Linked DNA regions of Sus scrofa: region 2 is linked to region 1. A link is a contact called in public Hi-C data. All regions are on one chromosome and are shown on one strand. The core of a region is the stretch at or near the end of the contact, and the rest is flanking DNA. Distances in the headings are between cores, read along the strand shown. Region 1 overlaps CD38 (CD38 molecule). Region 2 has its middle 20 kb from the start of FGFBP1.

Evidence for each region. A called contact is a pair of places that touch in the nucleus more often than the background predicts.
Region 2: a Hi-C map of omental adipose tissue shows a contact between it and region 1, with 3 times the contacts expected there. The contact joins two enhancer-like sites. A contact is called at or near these places in 1 of 5 promoter capture datasets (liver), 29 of 47 Hi-C or Micro-C datasets (alveolar macrophages, blood, brain and 15 more) and 1 of 2 datasets of contacts at active chromatin or transcription factors (skeletal muscle).

The regions. Positions count from the first base shown.
Region 1 is chr8:11,098,428-11,105,521 of Sscrofa11.1, reverse strand. All of the region lies in intron 1 of CD38 (CD38 molecule), which reads right to left. Among named protein-coding and RNA genes, the nearest start is that of CD38, 18 kb to the right of the region's middle. Within about 2 kb of position 2,686, at least 2 of the 83 cell types and tissues checked have an H3K27ac peak or open chromatin away from gene starts, as enhancers often do. A contact at or near this core is called in omental adipose tissue, where this site is marked.
Region 2 is chr8:11,206,240-11,212,536 of Sscrofa11.1, reverse strand. No RefSeq gene overlaps it. Among named protein-coding and RNA genes, the nearest start is that of FGFBP1, 20 kb to the right of the region's middle. Within about 2 kb of position 2,661, at least 7 of the 83 cell types and tissues checked have an H3K27ac peak or open chromatin away from gene starts, as enhancers often do. A contact at or near this core is called in omental adipose tissue, where this site is marked.

The DNA of each region.
Region 1 (7,094 bases), core at 1,437-3,936:
TTGCTGTACGCCAGGCAGGAAGGATCAGGCAGACTCTAAGGACAGGGCAGTTAACAACACACACACAGCCCACGACCTGTAATGATCTCAGGCCAAAGGGCACTACAGTCACTAAATAGGAGAGCCGCACAAACACGTGGATTGTGTGGTGGTTAAGGAGATAGATCACACTGGGATATTGTAAGCTTGTGTTAAGCGTGGGGAGTTTTGGAATTCCTTCTGTTAAATACCTATACCTTTGGAGTTCCTGCTGTGGTGCAGAGGGTTAAAAACCCAAATGCAGCAGCTCTGGTTGCTGCAGAGGGGCAGGTTCCATCCTAGGCCTGCTGCAGTGGGTTACAGGATCTGGTGTTGCCACAGCTAAGACACAGGTCACAGCTGTGGCTTGGATTCAGTCCCTGGCCCGGGAACTTCCATATGCTGTGGGTGCAGTAAAAAAATAAAATAAAATAAAAATAAAAATAAAAAATAAACAAACAAAAAACTGGTACCTTGATGACCATGCGATCCCCGGTTACTTTTGACCTCAAATTGTTCTCCTTTACGTACTAGGACCCAACAGTGTCCTTTTTCCCTTTTCTCAAACACATCAAGCTTGTTTCTAAAGTTTGTGGATGTAATACCAACATTCAAAACTTAAAACATTCCTATACACCTGCAACAATTAGAAAACATTTAAAATATATATATACTATATATTCCTCTAAATACTATATATTACATACTACATATTAAAGTTATATACCATGTATTATATCAAAGTAGGATATATGCGTCTATATGTACATATATGTGTGTCTATGTAAACACATACACACATATCTACATCTATATATCATATATATGTATAATATATGTATATATACATATCTCCTACTTTGATAAATGGCTTAAAACTACAGGAATGCAAAAATAAGAAATGTCGAGGCAGAAATTTAACAAAATATATGTAAGTCTTGTACTCTGAAAACAAAATATTGGTGAGAGACATTTTTAAATGCCTGAGAAAATAGAAAGATTTCCCATATTCATGGTTGAAAGGCTCAGTGTTAATATGGTAACTATCACTAAGATGTATTTATATGTTTATTAAATCACAGAATTCCAGCATGCTTTGTTAAAAATACTGAAAAGTTGATCCTTAAATTTATGTGAAAATACAAGCCAGCCGAAACAAGCAAAGGAAAAAATCTGGAGGACTTAGATTATGTGACCTCCAGACCTACGCAAATTGGAGTTCCTATTGTGGCTCAGTGGTAATGAACCGGACTAGGATCCATGAGGACATGGGTTCGTTCCCTGGCCTCACTCAGTGGGTTAAGGATCCGGTGTTGCCGTGAGCTGCGGTGTAGGTCGCAGATGCGGCTCGGATCCCATGTTGCTGTGACTGTGGTGTAGGCTGCCAGCCATAGCTCCGATTAGACCCCTAGCCTGGGAGCTGCCACATGCCGTGGGTGCAGCCTTAAAAAGTATTTTTAAAAACCCCAAAAACCAAAAAACAAAACCACTGAAAAGCTTGGTGATCTAGACAAACTTTGCACTTTAAAAGAACATGAAAAGGCGAGTCACCAAGTGAAAGAAGTTTCAGGATACATCTGACCAAGGACTTTTCTGCAGAATACATAAACCGCCTACAACTCAGTGAGAACAAAAACTTACCTAATTTTTTCTGCAGATTGGCAAAAGATTTGACTACATACTTCAATAAGACCATGAGACAATGTTCAACATTATTAGTCACGAGGGAAAAGCAATTCAAAACCATCATTACCACACAACTGCAAACCCACCAGAAGGGCTAACATGTAAAAGCCTGACAGTAAGAAGTTTAATAAGGATGCGTAACACCTAGAATATTCATACGCCAATGGTGAACATCAAAACCATACAATTACCTTGTAAAACAGTTTACCAGTTTCTTAAATAGCCAAACCACATGGCTCAGCTTCTAGACATTTACCCAAGAAAAACGAAACCACATGTCCACACAGTAACTTATATATTAAACTCCGTAGAGGATTTATTTACTCATAATGTTCAAAAAATGAATACAAAAAAAAAAGTGAATGCAAAACAAATGGATGGACAAATTGGGATATATACACACTATGGACTACTACTCAGCAATAAAAAGGAAGAAACTACTTTTTTTTTTTCATCTTTTTAGGGCTACACCTGAAGCATATGGAAATTCCCAGGCTAGGGGTTGAGCTGGAGCTGCAGCTGCCAACCTATGCCACAGCCACAGCAACAGCACCACAGGATCCGAGCCACATCTGCGACCTATACCACAGCTCGTGGCAGTGCTGGATCCTTAACCCACTGAGTAAGGCCAGGGATTGAACCTGCATCCTCATGGATACTAGTCAGGTTCATTACCGCTGAGCCACAGTGGGAACTCCCAGGGAAGAAACTATTAACATACACAAAAACGTGGGTGAATTACAAAAACATCCTGCCAAAACCATGAAAGAGGCCAAAGACAAAAAGAGCACATAGTCTATGACTCTGTTTACATAGATGTTTTAAAAAAGTAAACTGATATAACAGGAAGTAGAGACACATTATTGGGTGTTAGGACATCAGTTATTTAGACAATGTGGAAATGGTATAAACAGACCATAAACCAGGTTAGAGCCCAGAAATGAACTAGTAAACCTGATATGCTACAGAAGTGACACTACAAAGCCCTTGATATAGGATAGATGATTTGATAATTAGTACTCACACAACTGACTATCCATCCGTAGGAAAAAAAGTGAAATTAGGTTCCTACCTTAACACCACACACAAAGATACATTCCAAATAGGTAAAACACTTAATTTCAAGATACAAACGCCACAACCATAAAAGATAAATATGATCATATTAAAATCTTCAGTAAAACAAGGGACCCACTAAATAAAGTCAAGAGCCAAGGAGTTTCCCGGCGGCATGCGGGGTTAAGAACCTGCTGTCACTGCAGTAGCTCCAGTTTGATCCCTGGCCCTGGAACTTTCACATGCCATGGATGCAGTCCAAAAAAAAAAAAAGAAAAGAAGAAGAAAAGGAAAACAGTCAAACCACCTACTGGGAGAATATATTTGTAATTCACACAACTGACAAAAAAGTTAGAATCCTAAGTGTGTAAAGAAGAGAGGCAATTTAATACAAAAAAAAAAAAGGCAAAAGACAAAGAGGCATTTCACAGAAGAAATCAGAAGGACCCATATATGCATTTAAAAAATGATCAGTTGTGTTTGTAATCAGGGAAAGATTAAGCCCACAAAGAGACAGGCAAAACTGTTTGACAATTCCAAGTGACAGTGAGGAGGTACCAGAACAAGGAAATTCACGCTGCTTCTGTGAAAGGAAATTGATACCACAAATCTGGAGATCGGTGTGGCCATATGTTACGTGGCAGATATCATTGCTTCCCAAGCTACATAGATACACCTCCCCCTTAATTCCCTATTGGCAAAGCATGTTTCCTATCAGAGAGATTCCAAATACCAAATACTCACTTCGCCAGCCTCCTTTACAGTTTGGGGAGTCAAGTGACCCAATTCCGGCTAATGACATTCAAGGGAAAGCACGGAGGTAGCTGAGGGAGGGCTTCTTATTCCCTGAGAGTTCCCTTCGAGGCTCAGCAGTTAAAGAACTAGACTAGGATCCATGAGGATGCAGGTTCCATCCCTGGCCTCACCCAGTGGGTTAAGGATCCAGTGTTGCTGTGGCTGTGGTGTAGGCTGGCAGCTGTACTCTGATTCCACCCCCCCCCTCAGCTTGGGAACTTCCATATGCCACAGGTGCAGCCCTAAAAAGCAAAAAAAAAATTTTTTTTAAATGTTGTTCCCTGATGAAGAGACACATGAGGAGGGTCCTCTTGCCCATCCTCCTGCTCTCTGTTCCCAGATATCATTCTATGAGGATGTAATGGCTGGAGCAGCAGCAATCATCTTGTGACAAGAAGCTCAAGGACAGCTTGGAAGAGAAGCTCAAGGATGTATTATTATACGACACAGGGAATGCAGTCAATATTTTGTAAACACTTGGAAATGGAAAGTAACCTTTTAAATTGCATAAATGTTTTTAAATTTAAAAAATTGAATTAAAAAATGAAATTAAAAAAAGGAGCCCAAAGATAAAGGTCACCCCAGGGACATGGAAAAGTGAAAGATCCTAGGCCATCAGCGAGTGAGTTGCTGAACCTCCCCAAGGACCACCCCCCCTTCCGAGGTGTCTTATTACATGTGTCTACAAAAATCTCTTGTTTTAAACCACCTTCCGGTGAGTATTCTTTTACTTGCGGCCAAAAGCGCCTTAATTGGTCCACCCACCGGCGTGGGCTAAATTGCGTCCCCAAAGTCTCACTCCCTTAGGATGGGATCTTTTTTAGGAATGGGATCTTTGCCGATGATCAAGTTAGGATGAGGATGAGGGTGGCTCTTAAGCCCATAGGACCAGGGTCCTTAGAAAAAGGGGACATCTGGACCTAGAGACAGATGCACACAAAAGGAAGAAAATGTGAAGACATAGGGAGAACACCTGCTAGGCAAGGATGCCTGAGGCTTTTAGAACCTGGGAGAGGCATGGAACAGAAGCTTCTCACCGCCCTCAGAAAGCATCAGCCCTCGGACACCTTAATTTCAAATTTCTGACCTCCAGAACTGTGAGACAATCCATTTCTATTGTTTAAGCCGCCAGTCTGTGGTACTTTGTTATGCCAGCCTGAGCAAAGTCACACACCTAAGAAAGGTGAAGATGGCACGCTCTATGACTTAGCAGTTCTCCCTCTAACTAAATCTTAGAAAAAAATCATATGCATAAGAAGACATGTATGTTTTAGCATTGTTCATGTCAGCAAAACCTAAGAATAAGGAAATCTGTTAATAAGCATAGGATCCCCAGTATCTACAAAGGACATTGGGGCACAGGCGGCAGAGCAGGTTAATGACCCAAATATCAGACCACTCTCCGTGAGTATCAACACACTATGTCTTCAAAAAAGCTGGGTGTTTTCCAGAATTCCGCAACCTGAGTTCCACTAAGGCTTTGAGATAAAAGTGGAAGAGGGAGTTCCCGTCGTGGTGCAGTGGTTAATGAATCCGACTAGGAACCATGAGGTTGCGGGTTCGGTCCCTGCCCTTGCTCAGTGGGTTAAGGATCCAGCGTTGCCGTGAGCTGTGGTGTAGGTTGCAGACGCGGCTTGGATCCCGTGTTGCTGTGGCTCTGGCGTAGGCCGGTGGCTACAGCTCCGATTAGACCCCTAGCCTGGGAACCTCCATATGCCACGGGAGCGGCCCAAGAAATAGCAACAACAACAACAAAAAAAGACAAAAGACAAAAAAAAAAAAAAGTGGAAGAGGACACTTCTATTGTTTACTGGGTGGGTGTGCACTGGTTTTTATAAATGGAATGATTTTTACTAACTATATAATATATCACTGGGAATTATTCGATCTACCCCAACTGTCAAAAGCTTTGAAATGCAATCACGGTTTGGGGGCTTCCCTGAGAAACTGCACCATCAACACAGGCATCTGAAATTAAATAAATAGCTATACATTAAAAAATAATAATAAGTAAACATAGAATATGATCATTCAGTAGAATATTATACACCCATTAAAATTAATGAACTAGTGGGAGTTCCCTTCGTGGCTCAATGGTTAATGAACCCAACTAGGATCCACGAGGATACACGTTCAACCCCTGCCCCCACTCAGTGGGTTAAGGATCCGGCATTGCCAAGAGCTGTAGTGTAGGTCACGGACTCAGCTTGGATCCTGCATTGCTATGGCTGTGGTATAGGTTGGGAACTGTAGCTCGGATTCGACCCCAAGCCTGGGAACTTCCGTATGTCGCAGGTGTGGCCCTAAAAAGAAAAAAGAAAAAAATGAATGAACAAGTGCTCATATATCCACATGGACACATCTCTAAAATGATGTAATTAAAATCACCAAAGCATATTGTTAAGTAGAGAAAGCAGAGTTTATTCTACAGGGCAAAAACACAGAATAAATACAAATACAAATTAAAATGCAGCAGCATCTCTCCTTTTCAGTTTGACAAAAATTAGAATGCCTGAAAACACCTTGTGTAGTGAACATACGAGGAAAGAAATGCTTATGGCCTGACAAAGAGAACTGCCTCATAAAGAGAAATTTGGCTATGCTTAAATAGCATATTTTTTGACTTAGTGATTCTGCTTCTATGATTCTGTCTTAGGCACACCCAAGAATTTTATTGCAACATTGCCTGCAGTATATTGCAAAAGATCAAAAAAAAAACTAAATGTCCATCAAAGCATGTCTAGACTATGGTAAATCTATAAAGTGGGATCCTATTGCAATGAGATAGAACTATATTGAAAATCAAGATACCTGGTTAAGTGGGAAAAAAGAGACAGAGGAAAGAGGATGTGTGTGTGGTACAGCAGGAACCAATCCAACTAGCAACCATGAAGTTTCGGGTTCGATCCAGTGTTGCCATGAGCTGTGGTGTAGATCACAGATGTGGCTCAGATCTGGTGTTGCTGTGGCTGTGGTGGAGGCCAGAAGCTGTAGCTCCGATTCGACCCCTAGCCTGGGAACCTCCATGTGCTATGGGTGCAGCCCTAAAAAGACAAAAAAAAAAAAAAGGGAAGAAGAAAGAGGGCAGGAGAAAAAAGAAGAGTGCAGCCCTGAAAAGCAAAAAAAAAAAAAAAAAAAAAAAAAAAGAATACATGAATATACACATCCATTCAGAGAACATTTCTAGAAACATACAGATGAAATAAGTTATATTTGCCTCTGAGCATAAAAACATGAAAACTGAGGGGAGTGGTATTTTGATTTTTATCTGTAATATGTTATTTCTATAAAAACTAGGAAAAAAAGATCCAAAGCAAATATGATAAAAGTTTCATTGTCTGCTAATTCTGCATGATGAGTAAAAGGACATTTGCAACATTGTTCCAAGGATATTTCAGAGCATTTAGCATTTTCATAATCTGATAGGTTTGATTTTTAAAAAGAAAATAATTGAGAGGAGATATAGACTGGAGAATAAGGAGTACTGGGAGCTCCCGTCGTGGCTCAGTGGCTAATGAATCTGACTAGCATCCATGAGG
Region 2 (6,297 bases), core at 1,412-3,911, 110 kb before region 1:
AACAAAGTCAGGGACTCTGAGTTTCTCCCTAAAGTCTATAGATACTATTCTGAGCTATATCTTTTGAGCTGTTTTGCAGATACTGAAGCCTCCACCAGTGGGAGACGCTAACTCTATGCTGCCCACAAGTACGTAGACCCCAGACCGGTTGGAACCAGAAGGTTGATGATGTTGGCTTCCAGTTGCCTCACTCACAACCAATCGGAAGGGTGTCTATAAGCTGATTGCATACCCTGCAACCCTCTCCCTCATCCTGTTTTTTAAAAACCTTTCCCTGGAGTTCCCGTCATGGCACAGAGGAAATGAATCCAACTAGGAACCGTGAGGTTTCAGGTTCGATCCCTGGCCTCACTCAGTGGGTTAAGGATCCGGTGCTGCTGTGAGCTGTGGTGGAGGTCGTAGACATGGCTTGGATCCCACATTGCGGTGGCTGTGGTGTAGGCTGGCAGCTATGGCTCAGATTCAGCCCCTAGCCTGGGACCCTCCATATGCCATGGGTGTGGCCCTAAAAAGCAAAAAATTAAAAAATTTTAAAAATTAAAAACCTTTCCCTGAAAGCCATCAGGGGGTACAGGTCTTTTAAACACTAGCTGCCTAAACTTCTTGCTTGGCACCTGCAATCAGTGCTACACTTTTCTTCACCACAACCTGGTGTCAGTAAATTGGCTTTACTGCACATCGGCTAGCAACCCAAGTTTGGTTTAGTAACGAGGAAGCACTTGAATTGCGTTGCACCAGACTAGAAAATGGGGGAAGCTTATAAAGGCAAAAACCCACGAGATTACATAAGTTGTTTGTCAAGTATTAGAATTGGAGCTGGCAGAGTTCCCATTGTGGCTCAGCAGGTTAAGAACCTGATATAGTCTCCGTTGCCCCATAGGTCACAGATGTGGCTCGGGTCCAGTGTTACTGCGGCTGTGGCGTAGGCCTGAAGCTGCAGCTCCAATATGACCCCTAGCCCAAGAACTTTGGAAAAAAAAATTGAACCTGGCAAGAAGTAAGAGTGCTCTTTAAGCAAGGATTGGTTGGGGTTTGAAATGATTAATGAGTTGTGATGGGCAGGGGGACTTTGCAAGTTCCAGTTTGCAGCTAGCAGCTGCTGGCAGATAATACTTTGCAAATGCAATGCTGGTGGTGTCCTTGGGTTTGATACCGTTCAGAGAAAATTCACGTTCTCAAGGTTTCAGGGACATGTCTGAAACCGCATCTGCAATGGCCATCCAGCTCCATTTTGGACGCCTGAACCATAGTTACTCCGTTTTGATTTTTAAGTTATTTTATATACGTCGTCAAGAAACAGTATGGACTGACACCAGATGCAGGGACCTCGGTTCAAATGCGGCTCTCCCTTGAGAAGCAACTCAAGCTCCCTTAGCCTCCGTTAAATGAGGAGGGGGTAGCATCCACCTCCCTGGGTGGGTGTGATGGTCATGGTGGCTGGCGCTGAGTAGACTCCATAAAGGGAGCCAGTGTCACCTGCCAGTGACATTGTCAGCTTCCAGCATATAGCAGAGTATGTTTCTTTGTGAGGCAGTGACTTCCTTGTCACTGGGGGTTCAAGAAAGTCTGGTCAAACTATTCTATCCATGAGATGTCATGGAGAGGTGGCTTCATCCAGTTCAAAGAGGAAAGGAAAGGGAAGATGGTGGAGGAGGAAGCGCCAGGCTCTGTCTCCGGGCTGGAAAATGAATCGCACAGGCAGAATCGGGTTGCAGGAAGTATTCTGAAACTCTGGAGTCTACTGAAGGCTGGCACATCCAGGGGAAGGCTTAGAGGATAAATTGTGGTCCCTTTCGGTTAATTAAAAAAAATTTTTTTTTGAAATCAAAGTTTAGTTGATTTACAATGTTCTGTCAATTTCTGCTCTGTAGCAACGTGACCCAGACATACACACACACACACATACATACACACACATATATGTATATACTTATATATGCACATATATATACACAGACATTCAGATGCACAAACATATATATACATATATATATATGCACATATACACACACATATATTTACACATACACTATTTTGGTCAATTTCAATTTGAAGCTCTGTGGTCACCACCCATTCCCCACCCTGGTTTGATGACAGTCAGTCAGTGGTACATGTGCCCCTGGCATGGTTTGCACACAGACTTCGGGGGCCAGGATGGGCATTAAGGACTCCGTCTTTCAGATACTGGAGGTCTGCATTTGGATCCCCGGGCGCTGGCTCTAATCGCGGAGGTGCGGACTTGGAAGGGAAGGGGCTGGTAGCACCCCTCTGAGGACCAGCTGCCCTGACGCGCATGCTGTCTGGCTGAATCTGAGACTCCACAACGCTGACAGCACGGTCTGTCCAGATGCCTTTTCCAGCCAAGTCTTTCAAAGTCCCTTCTCTCTCTGGAGGATGCTGAGAATGAGAAGGAACCAGCAATGTCTGCGGAATGTCGTGTTCATTAACCCCCTGCCAGGGTCCCTTTGCTTCTATACCTGTAAGTGATACAGATGTCCCCAAATATGGCAGAGCTTGGTCTCAAGTGCTGCTGTGGTGTGGCCCACATCTGCCACTTGCACAGAGTGGCAATTCCAGTTACAGGGTTAAATGTCAAAGGCCCCAGAAGCCATAAGCAGCCACAAGATGGCAGCAGAGGACACATGCTGTCTAGTGGCCGGAAAAGGGCAGGGCCCACCCTTAAAGCTGTAAAGGCCTTGGTTTCCTTTCAGAAAGACAGATGAACTACTCTTCCCGTCCCCTTGGCTGTCACCAGCACTGGTGGCTGCTGCCACCCAGTGGACTCCATCAGTTTTTGGCTGGGATGGGCCTTCTGTAAGGATGCGGGCCCAAGCGCCCTCAGGGTTTCCTGGGAGCCTTCTCCAGAAGCCAAAGGCCGTCCCCGGGGAGTAATCCAGGGTGATGCCATGGATCCCTAAGGATATGGCCTTCATCTAGGAGCGCTCATCTGTGGGACCAGGCTTGATGTTCTGGAAAGTTCCATTTCCATTTTTTAAGACACATCTCTTTGCCTTTCCGACTTTGTCTTCAGCTCCTCCAGGGACCAATGCAGGATGGGGAACTCTCTGGACACAACAGTATCTTACAGTCCTCTCTAAGGCATTTGTCTCCACAGGCGCCCAAGATTAGGCCAGGAGCTGCTGTTTTGTTTTGTTTTGTTTTGTTTTAGGGCCACACCTGAGGCATATGGAAGTTCCCAGGCTAGGAGCTGAATCGGAGCTGCAGCTGCTGGCCTACACCACAGTCACAGCAACACGGGATCCAAGCCATGTCTGCAACTTACACCACAGCTCATGGCAATGCTGGATCCTTAACCCACTGGGCGAGGCCAGGGATCGAACCTACATCCTAATCAGGTTCATAACCTGCTGAGTGACAATGGGAACTCCCCAGGAACTGGTTTTTAGGTGGGGTTATTGCTGGGAGCCATGTCTCCTGCGAACCGGTACCCCAAGGGCAGACTCTGGGCAGAAGCCGCCTTCCGCAGCATAGCTCACAGTGTCAGAGAGCTGGCTGTCACCCAGATCCTTGGGGTCTTTGGGGCCCCAGCCTAGGTAGCCTGTGGGACCACCTGCAGCACACCTGCTACCCGGGTTCCCAGGTAAACCTGGCCTGAGGCTCTCCTGGTCACTTTGTACACAAGCTCAGCAAAATACCAGGTTAAGGCACATACGATCTTGTCTCCAAACAGCCCCACTGAGCCTGGGCTTCCTCCCTCGGTTGTGAGGGCTTCAGGGTCAGTTGCTTTTCTTGCACTGTCTCCGGAATCAGTCTTGGAACCTCCGTCCCCAGCGCTTCTAAGACGTGACTTGGTGGCTGGGGCCTGATCGCCTCAGGACTGTTCTGACGTCCCCAACCCCGCTTTGACGTTAGTCAGTCTCTCCGTGAGCTGCTGCCTGTCCCCTGCTCTTCGGAGAGCCTCTGCCTGTGAAAGCATCCGGGCGGTCACCTCCCGGGGGGGCACGTTGGTCCCTCGGCTCGGCTCCAGCGTGGGTGACACACCTTCAGATAGTAAGTGTGTTCAGATGTCCAAAGGATCTTCCGAGCGAGTGGACTTTTGACCCTTTGTGCCAAAGAGACGGAGGAAGAGGCACGAGCCAGGTCCCAGATGAAACACTGCCCAGATGTGTAACGCTGAGCTACAAGCAGACACAAAGTCAGCCGAGGCTGGGGCTGTAGGTGCAACAGCTGAATTTTGTTTGCTATAACCGACCATGGAAACATCCATTTGGGACTTCCGCTGGGGAAAAAGTGAGCTTCCAAGGTGGGAAGCCCCTGAGATTTGGGGCTTTCGTTCCAACAGCAACTGCATTACCCTCCTACGGACTCTGCTGCTTCGCAGGCTCAGGGACTTGTAAGAGATACATGTGCCGAGCTTCGTTTAGGAACGTCAGTAAGTATTTAGCAAACTGACTGAATTAATGGATTTGAACCGATGGCATTGAGCTATATCATCTGTCATATATACTCCTCCTCTTATATTCCGAGGTGCAAAGTTTATTTCAACGTTGGGCCAGTTTGGACACTGGGCCACTTATTGACCCTTTTACCACCCATCCACCGTCTGCAGGAAGGATTTAAGAAATGCCGGAGAAGCGCATTGGGGTCTAACTGCTTTGAGTTTAATGGCTGAGAAATGTGTGAGCATGAAGAATCCCTTGCTGTGTGTCAAGATGCAAATATACACAGTCTTTGGGCTCCACAGTGATGGTAGTTTGTAATGTGCTAAAGAAACCCTCTGGCGTTCCCATCGTGGCTGAGTGGTTAACAAATCCGACTAGGAACCATGAGGTTGCGGGTTCAATCCCTGGCCTCGCTCAGTGGGTTAAGGATCTGGCGTTGCCATGAACTGTGGTGTAGGTCGCAGATGCGGCTCAGATCTGGCGTTGCTGTGGCTGTGGCTTAGGCTGGCAGCTGTAGCTCCAATTAGACCCCTAGCCTGGGAACCTCCATATGTCGTGGGTGCAGCCCTAGACAAGTCACAAGACAGAAAAATAAATAAATAAATAAATAAAAAGAAAAAAGAAAAAGGACCTTTTTTCTGCCGGGCAAGCTCAGGTCTGTGGCCATCCTGGAGGCAGCTGGGTGGTCTTGTGGCTGTTTTTAATATTTTTTATGTTCCCCTGAAGCCCATCAATGCTTTAGAAATCAGAAGAGGAAAAGATTTCATACCTCCTAAAGACAGCAATCATTTGATGCCAAGATACTTTCTTATCCCTCTCCAGCTTCAGAATCACTCACCCTGCACCCACACCTCCCCGGGAGCCTCTGCGGCCTTTCCACCGCTCCTTCCTACCCTCTGCTTCCAAGAGCCGAGCCCAGCCAGGTTGAGAGCTGAAGTCTTTCAGAATTTTCTATATGCAGTTTTAGCTCCTGTTTTTTTTCCCCCAGATTCCTGCACTCACTCCTTTGCTGTCAGGCTTCATTTGGGATTGGGGTGTCACAAAAATATGAAAACCCTTTTCTCTTGGGGAAAGAATACTGTACCCAGACAAGGAGATCTGGGTGCAGCTGAAAGGATGGCATTTCGAGACTTTAGGGAAGTCTCTGAAGTCACTTTTCTCATCTTAATTTTAAGCATAAGTAAGCCACTTCTCATGTGCGGTTGAAAAATCTAATGTAAGAGTACACGACGAAAGCATAACAAGGACACGGTGCTGTGTGGAGGTGTGGTCTGATGATCGCTCAGGTAGAAAAGAGGTCGAAATACTCAAAAAGGAAGGAAAAAACCTCCTTAGATCCCAGCTGGTCCTCCAGGCTAAGATCACCACAAGGCGGCGACATACAGTCGCCGATGCTTCTGAAAACTGGTTCCAGGAGGCTCTGATCACACAAAGGGCTGAATTAACCTGAGCAGAACTCTGAACGATGACATTTTCTTTTTCTTTCTTTCTTTTCTTTCCCTTTTTTTTTTTTTTTTTTTTTTTTTTTTTGCCTTTTTGCCTTTTTGCCATTTCTTGGGCAGCTCCCGTGGCATATGGAGGTTCCCAGGCTAGGGGTCTAATTGGAGCTGTAGCCACCGGCCTACGCTAGAGCCATAGAAACACCAGATCCGAGCCCCATCTGTGACCCACACCACAGCTCACGGCAACGCTGGATCCTCAACCCACTGAGCAAGGCCAGGAACCGAACCCTCAACCCCATGGTTCCTAGTCGGATTCATTAACCACTGCGCCACGACGGGAACTCCTGAACCATGGCATTTCACTGTAAAAGCTGGTTGTTCTAAGTTGACGTCTAAGACAAAGTAAATCCCTGAATTCATTCCGGTGATTGTTTCAAGGAAGCTGAGGAAAT